Regions from separate parts of the Sus scrofa genome. Here all the other regions are linked to region 2. The links are chromatin contacts, called in public HiChIP or PLAC-seq and promoter capture Hi-C maps. All regions are on one chromosome and are shown on one strand. The core of a region is the stretch at or near the end of the contact, and the rest is flanking DNA. Distances in the headings are between cores, read along the strand shown.

Region 1 (2,700 bases), core at 97-2,596, 110 kb after region 2:
AAAATTACATTACATAATAAAAATAACACAAATTTATGGTAATCAGTAGAAGCAGTCTGAGTACAGCACTTAACAAATATTTTAAGCACAGTTCTCTAGTACAACACACTACATTTCACCCTAGAGAAGGAATGTTGGCAAAGATCATTACCAAATGGAAAGTGCTTTTAAAGCTGCTGGGCCCTGAAATTCTATTCAGCAGTTTGAAATCATTCCACAGCTTTTCTCATTCACCCTCCCACTTGGGGCTATTGCAAGCCATGACCATCTATTGAGGAAAACCGCAAAAAACTTCAAAACAGCTACAACGGTAGGCTCTTTTTTCCAAATATTATTTTAAATATCGTTTGTTAAAATGTGACATCTAAGAATCTTGGTAAATGTAAAGGCCATATTTAATTTTTTTAAGTTTCAGTTACTTTGAACAATTGTTTTTAACAAGCACTTTAGTATATCATTGTCTAACTTTAATATCCATTCAGGCAAGAACAGGGTGCTGCAAAAGTCACAAAACCATATTATTCTTAAATTTCAACCATTGGTTTTTGACAAACTGGTAACTACAATGCAGCACCAGCAACTCTGAGTGATTCTGGCTGAAGTTACTTAAGAAAAGTGGAAAATGTGCACCACCAGATAAAATCCAGTGGTGAGCCTAAAAGTATCCTTCCAATTTCTTTCTTTATTTCTTCATTTTTCAGTTTAAATTTTAAAAAGCAATGCTATTAACTAAAAACAATATCTATAAAAATTATAAAACTAAGAAAATTCAAATTATGACTTTTCCAATATCCTGTACTGCCTTAAAGTAAGTGTTAATGACTACTTTTCATAATGTTTAAATTTTAAAACTGTTCTTGGAACTTGTTTCTGTTCATACCACTACAAATCAAGAGTTCTTATAAAGTACCAAAGTTGAAATATGATATTTCTAACTCACATGAGACAGGATCATGGGTCTTCATGTTAACTATTTAAATTACAGGTATCCTAAGAAGATTTCAACTGTATACAAGTACCTTTGTTCAAGGCACCTAACTATTAAAAAACTGAAATTGTCAACAGTGCTTGGATTTTTGATAGAAAAAGAACAAAAACCACTTTCTGAAACTATTTTTCAGAAGGTCATCAATACATAAAAACTTTTAGCATCTAATTAAAGATCACTAAGGGTTAAATACTTGTTCTCTAGTCCCTACTGCGTACACTCTGCCAAAAAGTCCTCTAAGCTTTTAAATATTGCTTCGATGGTCTGCGTTTTTACTTCCAGGGAAAAAGAGAGTATTGTCCCACAGTCAGCAGGCCACTAGCTTATTAACTTCCAGACACCTTAATTTTTGCTAAAATGAAGACTCTGCAATCTACACTTCTCTTGTTCCTGTTTGTGCCTCTGATAAAGCCAGCACCACCATCTCAGCAGGACTCTCGCATTATCTCTGATTATGGAACAAATAATTTTGAAGAAACCTTATTTAGCCAAGATTATGAGGATAAATACCTGGATGGAAAAAGTATTAAGGTATTTTACTTCTACTCTAAATTTAATTTCTAAAATAATCACCCATTTAAATGCATGTTTTTGTTTTTTCTGACTGTATCTGAGGGTAAATGAAAAGCACTTTATATGAGTCAAAATAATTCAAAATAACTGTCCATAAGATGATAATTTTAAAGTATGCATGCTTCCCAAATTAATAAACAGAATCTATGATGACCAAACAGTATCTGTAGCAACCAAAACATGAAATTTAAGGAAAACTAAACTTTAAGATGATTTCTGACCAGTTGAGATTTATATGCTAATGTTACACAATGCCCTATATTTGTACAGTAAAATAAAATAGGAGAAATATGTATTAGGAAATAAAGATGGATTACTAGCTTAAGGTTTATTGTTTTAGGAAGAAGTGGTTCAAGGGAATAAACAGAAGGGTACTGCTTATTTGGATTATTTCAGTATTTCATAAGAATTCACATATGCCAACTATACACAGTATCAAAAAATGAAAACTACTTGATAAGGGGCTTAATTTTTCATCAGTTTCAACAATTTAGAACCTATCATTTTATCAAGTATCTGTAATTGTCGCTGAGCTAATACTGTACAGGGATGACTTTCATACCACATCTTTCATATTCTACTTCAACAGGGGCTAAGTAATTACTTGTGGTTTTACTGGCACACAGAAATGAACTCTGGGAAAGGAAAAAGTTAATACACCACAGAAGTATCTGTTGCCTGCCTACTGTGTGTCTGTATGTCCGTCTCTCTTTCACACACAGGCACAAAATGAAAAATGAGAAATGCAGCCAAATACATAATAATCTTGGTTGCTTCACAAGTTCTTCACTATAAATAAGATTACAAAGATTTTAAGAGTGAACAGTTATAAATGCTTCCTTTTAATGCTCTTTTTAGTACACATGAGCAAATGTTAACACTACAATTTCTTTCAATGGAGTTGGTTAATAGCCATTATCATCATCATTATTATTTAAGTATATATAAGCTTAAAGAAAAAGGCCCATCATAACAGCAAGCTTTTGGTTCACATGGCTGATTTGAATCTATCAATCAGTTAAAAGAATACTTTCGAAATCCCTTGGTCCCTAAAATGTAGTAAGTAAAACTTTACCCACTTCTTCTCTTTACACTGCTTTAGAAGTCACTCTATCTTAATATAAAGGCGCAGACCAAGA
Region 2 (2,700 bases), core at 185-2,684:
GTGCTTGTAATTGGGTTGAGCAAGTCTGGATTCTGAACATGGGGGTTCCATGTTCCATCAGCCACCCGAGGCCAAGTAGATAAGAGCATGAGTTCAATTTAGACGGAAATGCCTAATATGTGGAACAAATGATGGAGACGTCAGGAGGACTGGGGTCCAGTGAATCTCACCATTCCTAGGATTTATAATTTCTAAACCTGGAATACCCACACAATCATCCTTTCTCGATGTTTTGGTCTTTGGCATCATTTGTCTGAGCCTATGTCTTAAAGGAATTTTTCAAAATTTCTTGTCTTCTAATAGAACTAATTATTTTGTAGTGCAGTGTTACTTTTTTTTTTTTTGCCATACCTACAGCATGTGGAAGTTCCCGGGCCAGGAATCAAACCTGTGCCACAGCAGTGACCTAAGCTGCTTCAGTGACAACACTGGATCCTTAACCCACTGAGCCACAAGAGAACTCCACAATGCTACTTTTTTTTTTTTTTTTTTTTTTTTTCTTTTTTGGCTGCCTCGTGCCACATGGAGTTCCTGGGCCAGGGACCAGATTTGAGCGAGAGTTGTGACCTAAGCTGCAGTTGTGGCAATGCACAATCCTTAACCAACTCTGCTGGGCCAGGGATCAAACCTGCGACCCAGTGCCCCCATGATGCCACTGATCCTGTTGTGCCACAGCAGGAACTCCTGCAGTGTTACATTTTTAAAAGCAAACATAGTTTTGTTATTTTTGGAATTTTGGGTGCCCCATGTGATCATTCCATCATCCTGATATGATCTATCTAGGTCATGTTAAGATTTTTAGGAAGAACAAAAATGAAGTTACTCTCTGTTAAATAATTTAGACTTCTGAGGTAAGTAATAACTAAAAAAAAAAGATATAATTACCTAGTCTATGACAGGCATTTTGTATATGCTATTCATTCACATAATGAATGGATAGCACATTCATTTGCACAAAAATGTGAAAGAAAGGTATTAACATCCCAGCTGTACAAAGAAGGTAACTCACCCAAGGTACCCCATAAGCAGTACTGTGGGCCTGGAACCTTCATCTGTCTCTGACCTGCTCATTTGCAGATGAAAAAACTGAGGCTGAAGTAGATAATTCATCTGCCAGAGTAATCATAATCAGAAGCCTCATGGCTCCTTTGCATATTTTCTTGTTATTGCTTAAAGGTGGAAGTTACATAATTTCAATGACATTAATATATAACAGCCTTTTGTTTTGCTAACAATATTGCCAGTGAGATTGGTGTAGCTGGCAGAAAAATGATGAAAGAGTTAAATAACATTACCCCAATTAAAGGCATCCTAGGAATGCACAGTCCTCTAACTTGGCAACAACAGCATCTCTGCAGTCTGATAAAGCTCAAGTGATAGGCAGGCTAGTATGAATGTTAAGATATTTTAAACACAATTAGTTTACAAACATCACACATTTCTTAATCAAGCCCCGTTTTTGTGCTTCTAACTGCCTTCTCAGCCTACAGACGAATGCTTTTCTCCCCCGCTGTCGCTTTCCCCTTTTCCTGTGATTTAGAACAAATATTTCCCTTGGTAACCATTTTCCCTGGTTACTCTTCTGGCTGATTTTCTGCACAAAGAAGCGAAAGGCATGTATTCCCCAGGGAAGCAGTTATTTTAGATTTTACTAAGAAGTGAGTTAACATTTTTCAACATTCCCTTCTTTGTTTTAAAGAAAGCTCTGGTTTTGTTTCATTTTCATCTGGAGACTTAAATGACACCAAGCAAAGCCTACTTAGTTTAGATTTCCAGGTAAAATGTTTTAAATTTTACGTTTCTTCTAAAGCATGTGGAATGGTTTTAATATTTCGGTATTTTATGTTGTAAATATGTTTAACATTTGAGGAAATTAGCTCCTAATAACAGATTTTAAAAGTTTAAAGTGTGCATTATTTTGTTTACTTGTTTTTTTCAGGATGACTACTTCCGAAGTACTTAAAACTTTATGAAATTAGGATTAAATATATTTTATATGTTTAAATAGAATTAGATGCTTGATGGAAGTATAAGTTGGTTTGAAAATTTCATTCTTTTCTAATTTTAAGTCGTAAAGAGCATAAAGAATTCATTAAAATTGTTTTTCATTTTAAGCCTGTTGAGTGAAGTTAAAAAGGATAACAGGCATCCCATGACTTTGTGTGGACATTTAAAACTCTAAGTTTAATACTTTTAAAGCTTACTTAACTCAGCTGATGAACAACTTTTAAATGGAGAAAAATAAAAATAAGTTAGCCAAGCTTTATAAATTATATTTAATGTTGGGATAAACACAATGAATGCTAAAAGGGAAGAAAAATTTACTTGATCAAAATAATACCTACTGTGATTAGATCTACTGTGTCATAAAAGTTTACCTCTAGAAACATATTCACTGATTGCAAAGTTGTTTTTTAAGTAAATATTAAATGCAATGTGAAATTCTACAAATCACTGAAAATAACAAAGGCCCAAGCATTGATTATAAAATTAATACTAAGAGGCCATTTCATAAAAATGAAACGTTTCAATGAGACTATTTAGATTCTGATTTTATTAAAATTAAGAGGCTCTGTAAATTTATTTCTGTACATATCTATTTAGATTTCTGGATCAGTAAAAGTGAGCCAATTAGGAAGGGGGAGAAAAAAGAGAAAGACAAAGAGGGGTGGGATATGGGAGAAGGGTGAGCTCAGGCAG
Region 3 (2,700 bases), core at 47-2,546, 89 kb after region 2:
CTACACAACATGACATACGTTGTTGTTGTTTTCTGTCTTCCTCTTCTATGAATACAGAGACTCTAACTGCTGAGTCCTCTGCACCTAAAAGTGCCTTGAACAAAGTAGGTGCTCAACAAATACTAGCTGAATACATAAATGAATTAAAAAGATTTATAGTTTATAACTACAATTACTGGCTCTCAGTCAGACCTTTCCCAGCTAGCACTAGTAATTCAGCTCTGAGATACTGTATCTACTTCAATCAAATTATAATGGCAGAATATAACCAAGACTTTCACCAATTCAATTGACTTCATTTCCTAAATGCCACAATTATAAACACCAAATGAAAACAATGAACTGTCACAATCACTTGCAGCTTCTATTTTTCCTCTGAGGCCTGACTTGAACCACCTCTCCTACCCCCTGCCAACCTAAACTTCCTGGACACCATCAACTTTGTTTAAACTTCCTAGACACTTTTGACTCAGAGTGTTCTATCTGTCTACTGATAAATACTTTCACATTTGTTAGGAACATGAGCAACAATCACTATCCTAAGTTCAAATCACAGAGTTAAATGAAGAATTAAATAAAAATTAAGTTGTTAATTTTAAATTAATGTTCCAAAAGAACTGTGAGGGCATGTAGAATAATTTTTGGAAAAAGTACACAGATTTGCTCTCTTAGTGTGGAAGGCTGAGGTTTATGAACAAACACTAATAGGAAACATACGGAAAAGATCAGTAACATGATGAAATCTTGGCCCAAATACAACGGCCACGTTTCACATACCACTGTCTCAACTAATAGACAAGATTTTTACATATTGCCAAAACATCTCTTGAAACACTGTTCACTTTTTAAAAATCTGAAATATAACAAAATAATCTTGTTAATTCTTTGTAAAAACCTAATGGAAAATACTATTTTGAGGAAACAAAACAAATTCTAGGATTCACTTTACCTTATTAGTTTGCACAAGCTTGAAAGAATCTCCTAAAGAATGAACTCAAAGTTCATTGCCAAGAGCACAAGAACTCTCTGTTTAAAATATGAAATTAGTATAAAAATATAAGTAGCTAACTCCTACTCTTCAGGAGAGACAGCTCAGTGAAATCTGTAAATTTTCTACATCTGCAAAATAAAGGCAATAAGAATTGATCAAAAGAAGTTCCTAATTCCACCTTATTCAATACTATAAAATTATTTTTAACTATTAAAAACAGACAAATCAGAAATATACCTTCTAAGTGAATTCCATAACTAAGAGATTAATTTTATTTCAAAGGTTATTAGAAGGCATGTTAGTATGTGGGAGGAAGGTGAGAAAGCACTGAGAAGGTATAAATTTTTTTTGAATGGAAAAGTTATATATTTAATGTGTCACAAATGACAATCTCTTTCATTTTTAAAATATACTAGATGTGAAATGCTGCATGGTTCTAATCCTGGTTCCTTGTCTTAATAAATGGAAGCACTGGTGTGAACCAAAGGTATCAGACAACCCAGATCTCAATATGACTCTGAGTTCCACCTTAAAATTCCAAGACACTGAACTCCATGTTAGAATGGACCTTAATTTGAAGAATTCTTTGGCACGAAAATGAAAACAAAAACAGTAATCAGTACAAGCTGTTTCATTTAGTTCTGTTTGCCTTTCATATTAGAGGAAATTCTTGCCACACCTCAAACCAAAATTAAGGGGGAGAGAAAGAAGTAAGCCACATAAATCTGACCAAGAACACAAGCATTTTAATTTGAGTCCAGAAAGCTTTGGATAATGAAAAGAAATGCATAATTTTAATTCAACCCAAGTGTTTTCCAAGCAGATTATTTTGCTTAAATTGCTATAGTAATTCAAGAGACAGCCCTGCCTGGACACACAGTTACTGTGGATTTTTAAGAGACTCAGTTTAAGACTTAAGGAATTTCTGATTCATTTACAGGATTTGCAAACTCATCAACCCCTGAAAACTAAAGCAAACTCAACAGGTATGATGATAAAATAATTTTTAATTTTTAAGAAAATATTCCTACTGTTAAAAACAAAGTATATGTGACTTGTTTAACATTAAAATAGACTGTAGCCATCATAAATGCACAGTTTTATAAGCAATATCTGGTAAAAAGCTACACTAAAATTTGATCAGCCAAAATATTCAGGGAAAGGTATAATATAGTGAATTTAATTTTCTAACTTGGGATTTACCCAATATATCTTTATTTATTTATTTATTTATTACTCTGAATGAAAGATTCTCAGGTTAATGGAATAACTTTCTGTTTCTTTCTCTTTCTCTCTCAAACTTTAAGTGACAAAATATGGAAAAATGCCTTTGAGCCATATATCTGAGCAATGCTAGATTCCGGTTGTAGAGAAGATAGGTATTTGAAGAATTTTACTAGCAATTTTATTAAAATTTCTCTATTAACCAAATCCCTGATATTACAATGTTTTTGCCTTTTTCTCAAAGACAAAAAACAAGTACCCTCCTAGCACTGAAGGATCTAGTTTTTGAATTTAAATTAATTAAGATTCAAATGTATTATAGCTAAAAATAATTTTGAGACTCATATTTTTAATAGCAAAATAGTCTTACTTTCTTAGGTGTTGGGTGTTAACAGTGATGTTAACAGTGATGTACACAACTTATATTCTACAGAGTTAAATTTTCTGCTTTGGAAAAAATGCTGACTCATAAACTAATATTTGCT

Evidence for each region. Promoter capture Hi-C pulls out the DNA fragments that hold promoters and counts their contacts. HiChIP or PLAC-seq counts read pairs in DNA pulled down with a chosen protein or histone mark.
Region 1: a contact with region 2 is called in an H3K27ac HiChIP or PLAC-seq map of skeletal muscle, with 4 times the contacts expected there. The contact joins the promoter of OGN here to the promoter of ECM2 in region 2. A contact is called at or near these places in 2 of 47 Hi-C or Micro-C datasets (embryonic fibroblasts and omental adipose tissue) and 1 of 2 datasets of contacts at active chromatin or transcription factors (skeletal muscle).
Region 3: a promoter capture Hi-C map of fetal liver shows a contact between it and region 2, with 2.7 times the contacts expected there. The contact joins the promoter of OMD here to the promoter of ECM2 in region 2. A contact is called at or near these places in 1 of 5 promoter capture datasets (fetal liver), 1 of 47 Hi-C or Micro-C datasets (skeletal muscle) and 1 of 2 datasets of contacts at active chromatin or transcription factors (skeletal muscle).

Annotation. Positions count from the first base shown.
Region 1 is chr3:42,133,350-42,136,049 of Sscrofa11.1, reverse strand. It overlaps OGN (osteoglycin), which reads left to right and starts at 1,346. Exons shown (of 6, transcript NM_001315728.1): 1 at 1,346-1,519. The coding sequence starts at 1,346. The region is part of intron 5 of CENPP (centromere protein P); the gene reads right to left.
Region 2 is chr3:42,242,480-42,245,179 of Sscrofa11.1, reverse strand. It overlaps ECM2 (extracellular matrix protein 2), which reads left to right and starts at 1,434. Exons shown (of 10, transcript XM_021086993.1): 1 at 1,434-1,776. The region is part of intron 5 of CENPP (centromere protein P); the gene reads right to left.
Region 3 is chr3:42,153,628-42,156,327 of Sscrofa11.1, reverse strand. OMD (osteomodulin) reads left to right here and starts at 1,296. Exons shown (of 3, transcript XM_003124781.4): 1 at 1,296-1,977. The region is part of intron 5 of CENPP (centromere protein P); the gene reads right to left.